Regions from separate parts of the Rattus norvegicus genome. Here region 2 is linked to region 1. Evidence: chromatin contacts called from public Hi-C data. All regions are on one chromosome and are shown on one strand. Each heading gives the region's core, a stretch centred on a gene start, on an enhancer-like site or on the middle of the called end of the contact. The rest is flanking DNA. Distances are from core to core; before and after follow the strand shown. Region 1 overlaps Tcf7l1 (transcription factor 7 like 1). Region 2 overlaps Tcf7l1 (transcription factor 7 like 1).

Region 1 (5,303 bases), core at 142-2,641:
GCACTGGGTTCTCTTCTAGAGAACCCAGGTTTGGTTTCCAGCATCCTCACAGTGGCTCCTAACCGTCTGTAGCTCCAGTTTCAGGGGAGCTTGACTAACACCTTCAGGTGGGGTACGCATGTGATACACAGACATACACGACAGACAAAACATCCAAACGAACAAACGAAAAATATTCTAGTTCATAACCAGTAAAATGGGAGTGGCAACTCTGCCCATCGCCTTACCTTTTTGAGACAGTGTCTCTCAGTGAGCATGCATCATCACCTGGGCTGCACTGCCAGGCCAGCAAGCCTCTGGGATCTTATCTCTACCCTCCTGCCAGCCGCCATGCTGAGATCACAGTGCAAGCCCCTTATGCTTGCATAGTCAGGGCTTTCCTGACTGCGACATCTCCCCCTCCCATCAGCAATTCTTATGTTACTGCCACTTTATGACTGGGGCAGCTTGGCCTGAATGAGTACTGGGTAGTTTACAGGGCCTGGCCTCCAAGCATGCCCTAGTTCCAGCTGCTTCTCGACTTCGCAGTCTTGGAGATAGAGGAATGAGACCGTCCTTTAATTTGATGCAGACCCTAGAGAAGAGTCTTAGGGAGACACTGGACATCTCTTGGAAGTTTCCACAGACTTTCTCTGGAAACATATGCAATGCCCGGTGTTTCAGCCGCCACCATCTGAAGGCTTCCTGAGTGACTGGGAACTTCTGGGGAGCTCACGCAGTGTACGGGACACTCAGCGGATGGACCCTGCCCTCCTGTTCCTGCAGTTCGTTCAGCCTTTTGGACTCTCCATGGGTACTTCTCTGTCTATTGTTCACAGAAATGAATCGAGCTATGACTTGGGACTTGAACTGAACTTGAAAAAAAAAAGTTGTATGGCGCTAAGGGTCTTCATCCAAGTTTTTCCCAAAAGATTATTCTCCAAGGGAAAAAGAAAACAAAATGTCCAAATCTCAAACATTTTTCAGCCTCTATTATCCCACGCCTCTCTGTACCCCTTGAGACACAATTTTCAATAGTAAACCGGGCTGAAGTTTGAGGGCACGGCCTGGAGAAGTTGTTTAATTTCTACCACTAAAGACAAACTCAGATTCTTTCAGGCAGCTTTTCCCTCAGGCCAGCCCGCTGCTTTATGGGGCCAAACCACCAAAAGAATAAATGAATGCAAAAAATCTGCCTCACAGCGGTGAACACTAAGATTTTTTCTACAGATACAAATTCCCAAGCAAACCTAGCCCAAAGATAATCAAAATGAAGGCTGGCTTTATTGGCCTGTTAAGGGCTGGCTGCCTGATTTTCTTGAGGGTCACTCGGAAGGGTGGAGGGTATTATCAACAGGGCAGTTTCAGAAAATCAACACAGGCCAGAGGAATATCGATCAGTTTGTAATACACTGACCTGTCATTCCACAAATACTTAGGGTACACCCACTGTGTTGGACACTGTACAGGGCTGCTGTGGAAGACAGAAGGACAACATGGCTATGCAGGTGGCCTTCATCTAGTGAGGAGGTCAAAGCATCTGTCCCAATAGGTGTATGTCACTAAGAATTGGAGTAGCTGAGGAGATTTGAGATAGACTTTGAATCTAGGTGACAACTCATACAGGGAAGGGCTCTATGCTAGACTTGGTGCATGTGTTTCCTTTGTTGCTGTGTTCCCTCTTGAGGGGAAGGGTGTGTGCAGGGCAAAAGACATCCTTGGTTGTTCATAGTCAGGGGCTGCCCACTTTGTTTTCTGAGACAAGGTCTCTCACTAAACCTGAGGCTCACAGGGTAGGCCGGGCTGGCTGGTCAGGAGGTTTCAGGGACCCACTCATTCCTGCCTCCTCAGTGCTGGGATTGCAAGCATGTGTCACCACACCTACCTTAAAAAAAAACAAAACAAAAAAAAAAAAAACAAGCAAAAACAAACAAAAAAAACAAAAGCCATAGGTTTTGGGGGCTCAAACTCGGGTCTTCGTGTTTGCAAGGCAGCACTCTGTAGAGTGAACTGTCTCTCCAGCCTTAGAAGCAATGTGGATAAATGACATTTTGAATAGTTAAAAAGATCCATGGCACTGTTTTCCTAAATACAATTCCAAAGGTCACTACTGACACGGGCATTGGCCTGAGACATCAAGGTGGTTACTGCTGGGCAAGGGAGTTCTCCATTGGTATCTACTGGTGAGAGAGAGGATGTCTACATATTTACATACTGGAGAGATGGCTCAGCAGTTAAGAGCACTGACTGCTTTTCCAGAGGTCCTGAGTTCAAATCCCAGCAACCACATGGTGGTTCACAACCATCTGTCATGGGATCTGATGCCCTCTTCTGTGTCTGAAGACAACAGCTACAGTGTATTCATATACATAAAATAAATAAATCTTTAAGAAAAAAAAAGTTGTAAGTCAAGCCAACAAGCTGTTGAAAATATTTACTCCTAGCCCAGCAAATAAACCTTCCTATGACACAAAAGGCAAGGCCCAAAGGTAGACTATCCTGTGTTTTTCATTTCCACATGAGATGTGGCGGTGATGGTAGAGAGCCTGGTCCTGCACATCTTCTGTCTCCTCCACCCCTGCTTCTATCTGTGTCTCAGAACATCACAGCAGCTCATTGGGGGAACACAGTGCCAAGGGGACAAGGCCAAAACAGAGCTCCTAAAGAGGGGAGGGGCTATTACTTATGTCGGGGTGCAGCTGCATTGAGGGAGGGATTCCGTGTGCTGGTCTGTGGAGCACAGTGCGCTGTATGGCTCCTATTAGGATGATGGCAGAAGCCCGTCCGTATCCCAGGCAACAAGTGCATCAGTATGGTTTGCCCTCCCTTTGCCCAGGGAGCTTAACAGTACTGCTACTCCTGTTATCTCACATGAGGAAACTGAGTCCAGAAATTTTAATTTATCAAAGGCCTGATATGGTAGAGGCAGGATTTTAAATGTCAGATGCTATATGTTATGGCCTAGAAATTCTCAGGACAATCATTTCCCAATCCTGAATCATTGAAAACTCAAGAGCAGAAAGGAAATGAAGTTGAGTGTGTTGAACTCAGGATGGCTGGTGGGTCGTAGCAGAGAAGGAATCCAGGGTCCTGTCTGCCTAGACAGTCCTTGTGGGGGCAGAAGGGTGACCCACACAGTTCAGGGCAGAACAGAACTTGAGCGATGGAATCTGGGCTGCCTTGATGGATATCCAAGCTAGATAGGGTTCAGGATGAGCTCAATAGCTCCATGTGGCCTTGTGGGTCTTGGTGTGCTGGAAAGGTGGCCTTATGCTGAATGGAGACCTAGAGACCTCTCTATAGTTGCTATCGTGAGCAAAGTGGTGGCCTGGGGTGAGGAAGCCACACAATTTCCTTCTGTTTCCCAGTAGCAGAGTGGCCACTTGGACACTCATGGTGGCCTTGTATCCCCATTCTCTGTTGCTGGGATGGCCAGAAAAGGCATTCGAGGCTAAGAGAGAGGTTTTAATAAATGTCTTTCTTTTTGTTTGTTTGATGGGGAGGAAGGAACAGGGTTTTGCTATGTAGACCAGGCTGGCCTCAAGCTTACAGAGATCTGCCTGATGCTTCCACTTCCAGAGTACTGAGGTCTCTGTCTCTCTCTCTTCCTCCCACCCCCCTGTATTTACGTGTGTGCACCTACATTGGGGGCAAGAGATCGATTTCAGTGTCATTTCTCAGGCCGTGACTACCTCAGGTGTGTTAGATTGTTTATTTATATTTACTGCTTGTGTGTGCATGCCTGGTGGCCACAGGAGCCAGAAGAGGGCATTATATCCCCAGGAACTGGAGTTCCAGAGGTTGTGAGCTGCCTGACATGATATGGGTGCTAGGAACAGAGGCAGACTCCTTTGCAAGAACAGCAGGTGTTTTTAACTTCTGGGCCATCTCTCTAGTCCCCTGCCTTTTTTTGTTTTTGTTTTTTTTGGTTTTTTTTGAGACAGGGTCTCTCATTTGGCCAGGCACACCCAGCAGGCTAGGCTGCTTGGAAGTGAGCCCCAGGGATGCACCTGCCTCCTCCCCTAGGGCTGGGATTACAGGAACAACAGCACGCACCTGGCACCTTGTACTTGTGTGAAAGCCAGGAGGGTGTCCTGCTCTGTCACTCTCTGTACTTTATTACTTTGAAAAAGGGTCTCTCACTGAGACTGGAGTTAAGCCGTCAGCCGGCAAGCTTCAGCAATCCTGTCTCTGCCCACCTGGACCCGGGGTGCTTTCCTTGGGTGCTGGGCTTGTCTCCAGGCTCTACCCAGCTTTGTGCCCTGGGAATAGAACTCAGGTCCTCCTGATGACACCAACACTTGAACTGAAAGAGCGATTATTGCCTCAACCTAAAATCTACTTCTCAAACGTCCCCAACAGAGACACAATGGCTATATGAGGAAGTGCACAAATCCTGTGTCCAGCTGGATAGACTTTTAATATGCAGATATTATGAGGCGCAGCCTAGACCAACACAAGACTGTTTTAGAGTTCGACAGTAAATTACAACAGACACGAACACACTCTCCTGGTAAAGCAGTAAAACACTACCTGTGAGCTGACCCCCCCTTAAACACCAACACACACACACACACACACACACACACACACACACACACACACACGCTGCACTGTCAGCTGTTAGTGTCCTGAAGCAGCTCTTTCCCCTGGGCATGCATTCCCAGGCCTCCAGGCAGTTAAACAAGCCTGACCAAACAGGTTTGGGGGCTTTTTCTCTAAACGTTCTCTCTGCTTGCCCCTCCGATTCCTCCACACAACCACCTCGACAAGCTTCCTCTGAGGTGAGGGCTGTGGGGTTCTCCTGGATTTAGTCGCCTAATGATATTCTAGCAGGGCTCCTTTAAGATGCTAGAGACGGTCAAGACAGAAGGGACCCAGGCCTTCAACATTCGGGAAGCTTAGGAGGCAGAGACCAGACACTGGGCCCCTGAGCAACAGGGCAATACCAAAGCCAGAAACTGCCCGAACTGGTTACATTCCAGTAAGATTAACACAAGGCTGAGCCTGCTCCCTCGCCCACCCCTCCTCCCCTCCGGGCCTTGAATAGGATTTTTAACTATTTCCCTCCTACTTGCTGTCCAGCCCCACACACTGACAACGCTCCCTGCTGTTCGCACATTAACCTCCCATTTGCCAGGCAGCTTCTCAGAGGCTGCGGATTAACAACCACCAACTCAGACAATGGTCCCCAGGCAGGGATGCAAGGGACTCAGACAAAGGCTTCAGACACTAGGCCCAGTCAATCACTATACAGTGACCATAAGGCAAAAGTGCAGGGGGCTCCTGCAGGCTCCAGACCGAGATTCACCACCACTGGCTCT
Region 2 (5,172 bases), core at 2,604-5,103, 73 kb after region 1:
CAATAATCAGTGCCTTTGAGTCCACAGTACTCATGGAGGCCATTACGTAAAACAGGTTTCCCAGTTCCAAACAGCTGGCACGACAAGTCCCAAGAGCTAGACAGGCAGGGTTATTTTGTCCTGGCTGGGAGAACCCATGCAGAACCTTCTATCCACTTCATTCATTCATTCACAGCCTGCTTGGTATGTTAACAATGGTTGAAGCGGAAGTCACGGAAAGCCAGGATCAGATATCAGCCAGCTGCTGGTGTTGACACATTCCTGCCGCCCTCGTCTCCTGGCGCCAGTTTGGGTGCCCGACTTCTCAGCTAAGAGTATCCAGCGCTTCCTTCAAGACTTCAGCTCACAAAGAGTGAATGTCAGAGTTGCCAGGCCTGCAGCTCTCACAGGTTAGTAGTTAAAGTTGCAAACTCAGCCAGGTCCCAGGCTATGGGAGAGGCTTGGGTGTCCATCAGACAGTCAAGCTCTGCTCTGACAGGTCTCGTCGAACTCTACCATCTTTCCCTTTCCTCTCCAGCTCCACTCCCCTCTCCACTCTGCCTTCTCCCCATGTGACTTAGCACTCTGTATCTGCAGTGACGCCCGATATGGACTCGGGTTACATGGAGTCCGTGGGGTTAATCCACTGCACAGAAGTTTGTCCTTCCCCCACCCCATATCCCTATATGATTCTTGAAGCTGTGTCCTGTGTTTGGAACACCTTGCACATACTCCCAGCCTTGGGACAAGAACACAGGACACTTATTAAACTGATCTGCCAAATGTTGCCCAACGACGGGCCAGTGGGGTACAGAAAGCACCCTGGAAGCACACTTAGGAGACACTGTGCATGTATCCCAACAACCGCAGATCTTAGACTTGGCATGAGGTTGGCAGGTTGTCATCGGCTAGGAACCAGCATGTTCTAGGTCTCTCCCTTCAAAAATATGTCCCTGTGCTCCAGCCTATTCCCACGGATTATTTTCCACAAAAGAGAAGACTCCTGAAGCTGTCCTATGGACTGTGTGTGTGTGCGTGCGCGTGTGTGTATCTGTGTGTGTGTCTTTGTATCTGTCTGTGTGTGTATCTGTGTGTGTCTGTGTATGTGTGTCTCTGTGTGTGTGTCTTGTGTCTGTGTGTGTCTTGTGTCTGTGTGTCTTGTGTCTGTGTGTGTGTCTGTGTCTGTGTGTGTGTGTCTGTGTCGGTGTATGTGTCTCTGTGTGTGTCTGTGTCTCTGTGTGTGTCTCTGTGTGTCTGTATGTGTCTATGTGTGTCTGTGGGTCTGTGTGTGTGGGTCTGTGTGTGTGTCTTTGTGTGTCTGTGTGTCTGTGTATGGTGTATGATATGGAGAAGGGGCTTACACATGTGTGTGCATGTATCTTAAGTGTTGTATTGCTCTCTCCTATTTTGTTTTTAAAAGACAGTGTTTCTCATTGACCACTGATCTGAAGAGGCTGGCCGGCCAGTGGACTCTGGGATCCGTTGTTCTCAGTATCCAAATGCAGGTCCTCATCTTCTACTGTACCCACTGAATCATCTTATCACTACGTTAGCCCAGGTTGTCTCAGCCTCCAGAGTGCTCAGATTGCAGGTACGAGTCACCACATCTAGATTTCTCTGGGGTGGTTTACGGTTTATCCATTTACACCTAGTGTTTGGCCACTCACCAGACCAGGCAGAAATGCTTTTGCATAGCATTCAAACTGCGCAGCCCACTCTGTCAGTGTCCAGGAACCTCCTCTTAGGGAAGGCTCTTCTCTAGCCCCACCAAAATCACTGCCAGGCAGAGCCACAGGGCAGCTGGGCCCTGAGGTCTATGGAACCTGAAACCACCCAAAGCCTCCCTTAGAAATTGTAGAGGAGAAGCAGTTGAGGCCTTAGGCAAAGCTATGCAAGATGCCCGGACAAGGGGCCACTGTCAAGTGCTCTTCTCAGCCTGAGGCTGGGACTCGTTCATGTTCAGTGCTGGCAGTGAGGAAGCCATTGGCTTCTTGTTGTTTGCTGACTATATGATGTTGAACAAATCATGTGACCTCACGACATCTCAGTTTTTCCATCTTTGAAGTGGGGCCAACCCTTTGAAGCCAGCTGTACATGAAGGGGCAGATAGATACTTGAAGCCATGCTTGGAACACAGGAAGCACACCACAGGTCAGCTGTTACTTGCTTTGGAGGCCACCAGGAGCAGGAAGGGCGAGACTACTGGGAGCCAGGAGGTATAGAATATCATTCGAGGTTTCAATGTGACTCGAAAAGATTTGATCAGATGAGTTACTAGAAATCTGTGCATGAGGCCAGGGAGCCCGCCCAGTCTATAAAGTGCTTGCTTTTCAAGCCTGAGGATGAGTCTGACCCCTAGAACTGACATTGTTAAAAAGCCAGCTCTTGGACCTGGAGAGAGGCATCATCATTAAAGAGCAAATCTGGCTCTGCCAGAGGACCCAAGTTTAGTTCTCAGCACCCGAGTTGCGTACCTGCAGCTACATATAACTCCAGGTCCAGGGGTCGGGCGCCCTCTTCTGGCTTCCACAGGCACCCATGCACTCACATTCCCTACCCACATAATGCAAAAATAATAAAAATAAACCTTTAAAAATGGGTGCGTGCGTGTGTGCGTGTGTGCGTGCGTGCGTGCGTGTGTGTGTGTGTGTGTGTGTGTGTGTGTGTGTGTGTGTGTGTGTGTGTGTGCGTAGGGTAGGGTAGGGTTGTAATTCCAGCAGTGGAGAGAGGAACACAAAAGGATCTGTGGTAGTTGCTGGCCAGACAAGCCTACAGACCAGTGAGTGGGAGGCCCTAGCTCCAAAAAGAGGACAGTAGGGACTGGAGAGATGGCTCGGTTACAGTGCTTTCTCTGTCTTCCAAGCAAGCAACAGGTATAAGGATGGGAGTCTGCATCCCCAGACCCTCCTAAATGCTGGGCAGATGTGGCCGCCCACCTGTTATTCCAGCTTGAGGTCTCTAGAGTGAGCTGCCAGCTAGACTAGCCACATGACCAAGCTCTAGGGTCTGGGTTCCACTGGAAGACTGTGCCTTAATACAAAGGTGGAGCGTGCTCAAGGAAGGCCTTGACCTCAGCCTCAACAAACATGTGCATCCACATACAGGTACACACACCCATACAAATACTCACAAGAAAACTTAAGGGTATGTGGCAACTGAAAATACACCCCGACTTCTGCATGGATCTACACACACGTGTGAATCTACATACACATGAACATGTTCTTACACAAATACACGAGAAATCGTGGGTGGATTCCCACATATATAATAGGTTGGTTCTGTCCTACCAGAGCAAATGGGCACACCCGACAGGCAGCTGGGTCCTCAGCTATCACATTGCTACCCCAAAGTCAACCACAGAGCATTTTGCAAGTCAGAAGCTTCAGGGTACAACCCACACTTCTGTCCCCTCTCTCAAAGGGGTGGGGGTCCTTGATTTTCTCCCCAACTGATGTCTTTCTGTCCCTCCTGCCTACTCAGCCCTGGAGCAGTTCCCAGGACTTTGCTGAGCCATGTTCTGGGTGGTAACACCCACGCAGGATAGCCAGACTCACCCCACACATGCAGCCATTAAAAATTAACTCCAGAGATCTTTAGGAGCAGAGAAAGTCACCAGAGAGAATGGGTTCAAAGGACAGAGCGTGACTAGAGGTTTGGGACATCTAACAAGTTTTGACTGCAGACAGAAGACATCCCCCCCCTTTCTTTCAGAAAAGGATGAGAAATCTTTTTTAATGTGTTTGCCGTGGAAAACACTTAGCTCAGCACATTCCACAGCTAAAAGGAGGCAAACCAACCCTATGGCAGGACTCTCACCAGCCCACAGGCTCTCAACGAACTCCTGCACTGCCAGGTAAGGGAGCCAGCCTTTCAGCCTCTGGAGAAAGGGCTGCACATCAGGAGAGTAAGGGGGCAGTTAGCCAGCATCACTTAACTGCTCCACACTGCAAAGAAAGTTCCTATTAGACACAGGGCTTGATGCCAGTCTTATTTATTCTGTTCTTTTTTCTTTTTTTAAGTGAGGGGGCAGGGGTGGGGGGAGGGAGAATCTGAAAGATATGACAGGGCAGAGGTTTATTAATTCTGGCCAGCAGCAGCAGCAGCACCAAGAAAGAGTTAGTTCCACCCCCTCTCATCCCAGCATCCGGGAAGCAGAAAAAGGAGGGTGACCACAAGTGTGAGGCCAGCCTGATCCGGTCTGTATAGTGATTTCCAGGCCAGCCAGGAGCTGGCTTAGTGGGATCCTGCCTCAAAAAGTGTTGGAGTGGAGCTGGAGAAATGGCTCCATTGGTAAAGTGACTGTTACGCAAGCAAGGGGACCGACCTGGCTTCGGATCGCAAGCACTCGTGTAGAAAATACACTGGATGAGGTAGGAGTAGGTAGATTCCCAGAGATCACTGGCCAATCAACCCAGCCAATCAGTGGGCAGGGGATTCATTGATAGGCCCTGTCTCAATGATAAGGTGAAGAACCGTGTTTGAGGAACATGTTGACCTCTGGCTTCTACAACAGGAAGGAAAGAAGGAAGGAAAGAAGGAGGGAAGAAAGGAAGGAAGGAAGAAAGGAAGCAAGGAAGCAAGGAAGCAGGGAAAGGCAGACCAACGAGATGACTCAGCAGAGGAAGATACCTGACAACCTGAGTCAGGACCCACAAGGTGGAAGGACAGAACCAACTTCTGAAAGTTGTCCTCTGACCGTGAATGGATGCCATGGTGCACGCCCCCTGCCACACACACACAAATAAATAAACACGTGATTTCTAGAAAAGATTTTAAATTCTTATGTTCACATCCTAAGACTTTTAGAATCAAACACTTAGGGGGCTTGAACTCACTGACAGTGGGGCCAGCTGAAGCTACAGAGTGACCCTAACACAACCAGCTCGACGGTTCTGAAAACTAGACAGGATGTGTATCAAACACCAGGAAGCCAGGGGACCAGTGAATGCCACATTGGCCTCAGATCCTGGAGGTGATTAGGCATGAAAACAGTGGCAGGTCTCAGTTTTCATGTCTATCAAATGGACAAACATCCGAAGGCTGGAGAGACAGCTCAGCAGTTAATAGTACTTGCTGCTCTTAAAGAAGACCCAAGTTTGGTTTTCAACATCCACATTGGGCAGCTCGCAACGGCCTGTAATTCCAGCCCTGGGGAATCCAGCACTGTCCCCTGGTCTCTTCCTTCACACG

What was found. Hi-C and Micro-C count contacts between places; a contact is called where the count stands out from the background.
Region 2: a Hi-C map of liver shows a contact between it and region 1, with 2.6 times the contacts expected there. The contact joins two enhancer-like sites. A contact is called at or near these places in 3 of 12 Hi-C or Micro-C datasets (kidney, liver and psoas muscle).

Annotation. Positions count from the first base shown.
Region 1 is chr4:106,284,135-106,289,437 of GRCr8, forward strand. The region is part of intron 3 of Tcf7l1 (transcription factor 7 like 1); the gene reads right to left. Among named protein-coding and RNA genes, the nearest start is that of Tgoln2, 58 kb to the left of the region's middle. Within about 2 kb of position 1,392, at least 5 of the 93 cell types and tissues checked have an H3K27ac peak or open chromatin away from gene starts, as enhancers often do. A contact at or near this core is called in liver, where this site is marked.
Region 2 is chr4:106,354,383-106,359,554 of GRCr8, forward strand. All of the region lies in intron 3 of Tcf7l1 (transcription factor 7 like 1), which reads right to left. Among named protein-coding and RNA genes, the nearest start is that of Tcf7l1, 46 kb to the right of the region's middle. Within about 2 kb of position 3,854, at least 4 of the 93 cell types and tissues checked have an H3K27ac peak or open chromatin away from gene starts, as enhancers often do. A contact at or near this core is called in liver, where this site is marked.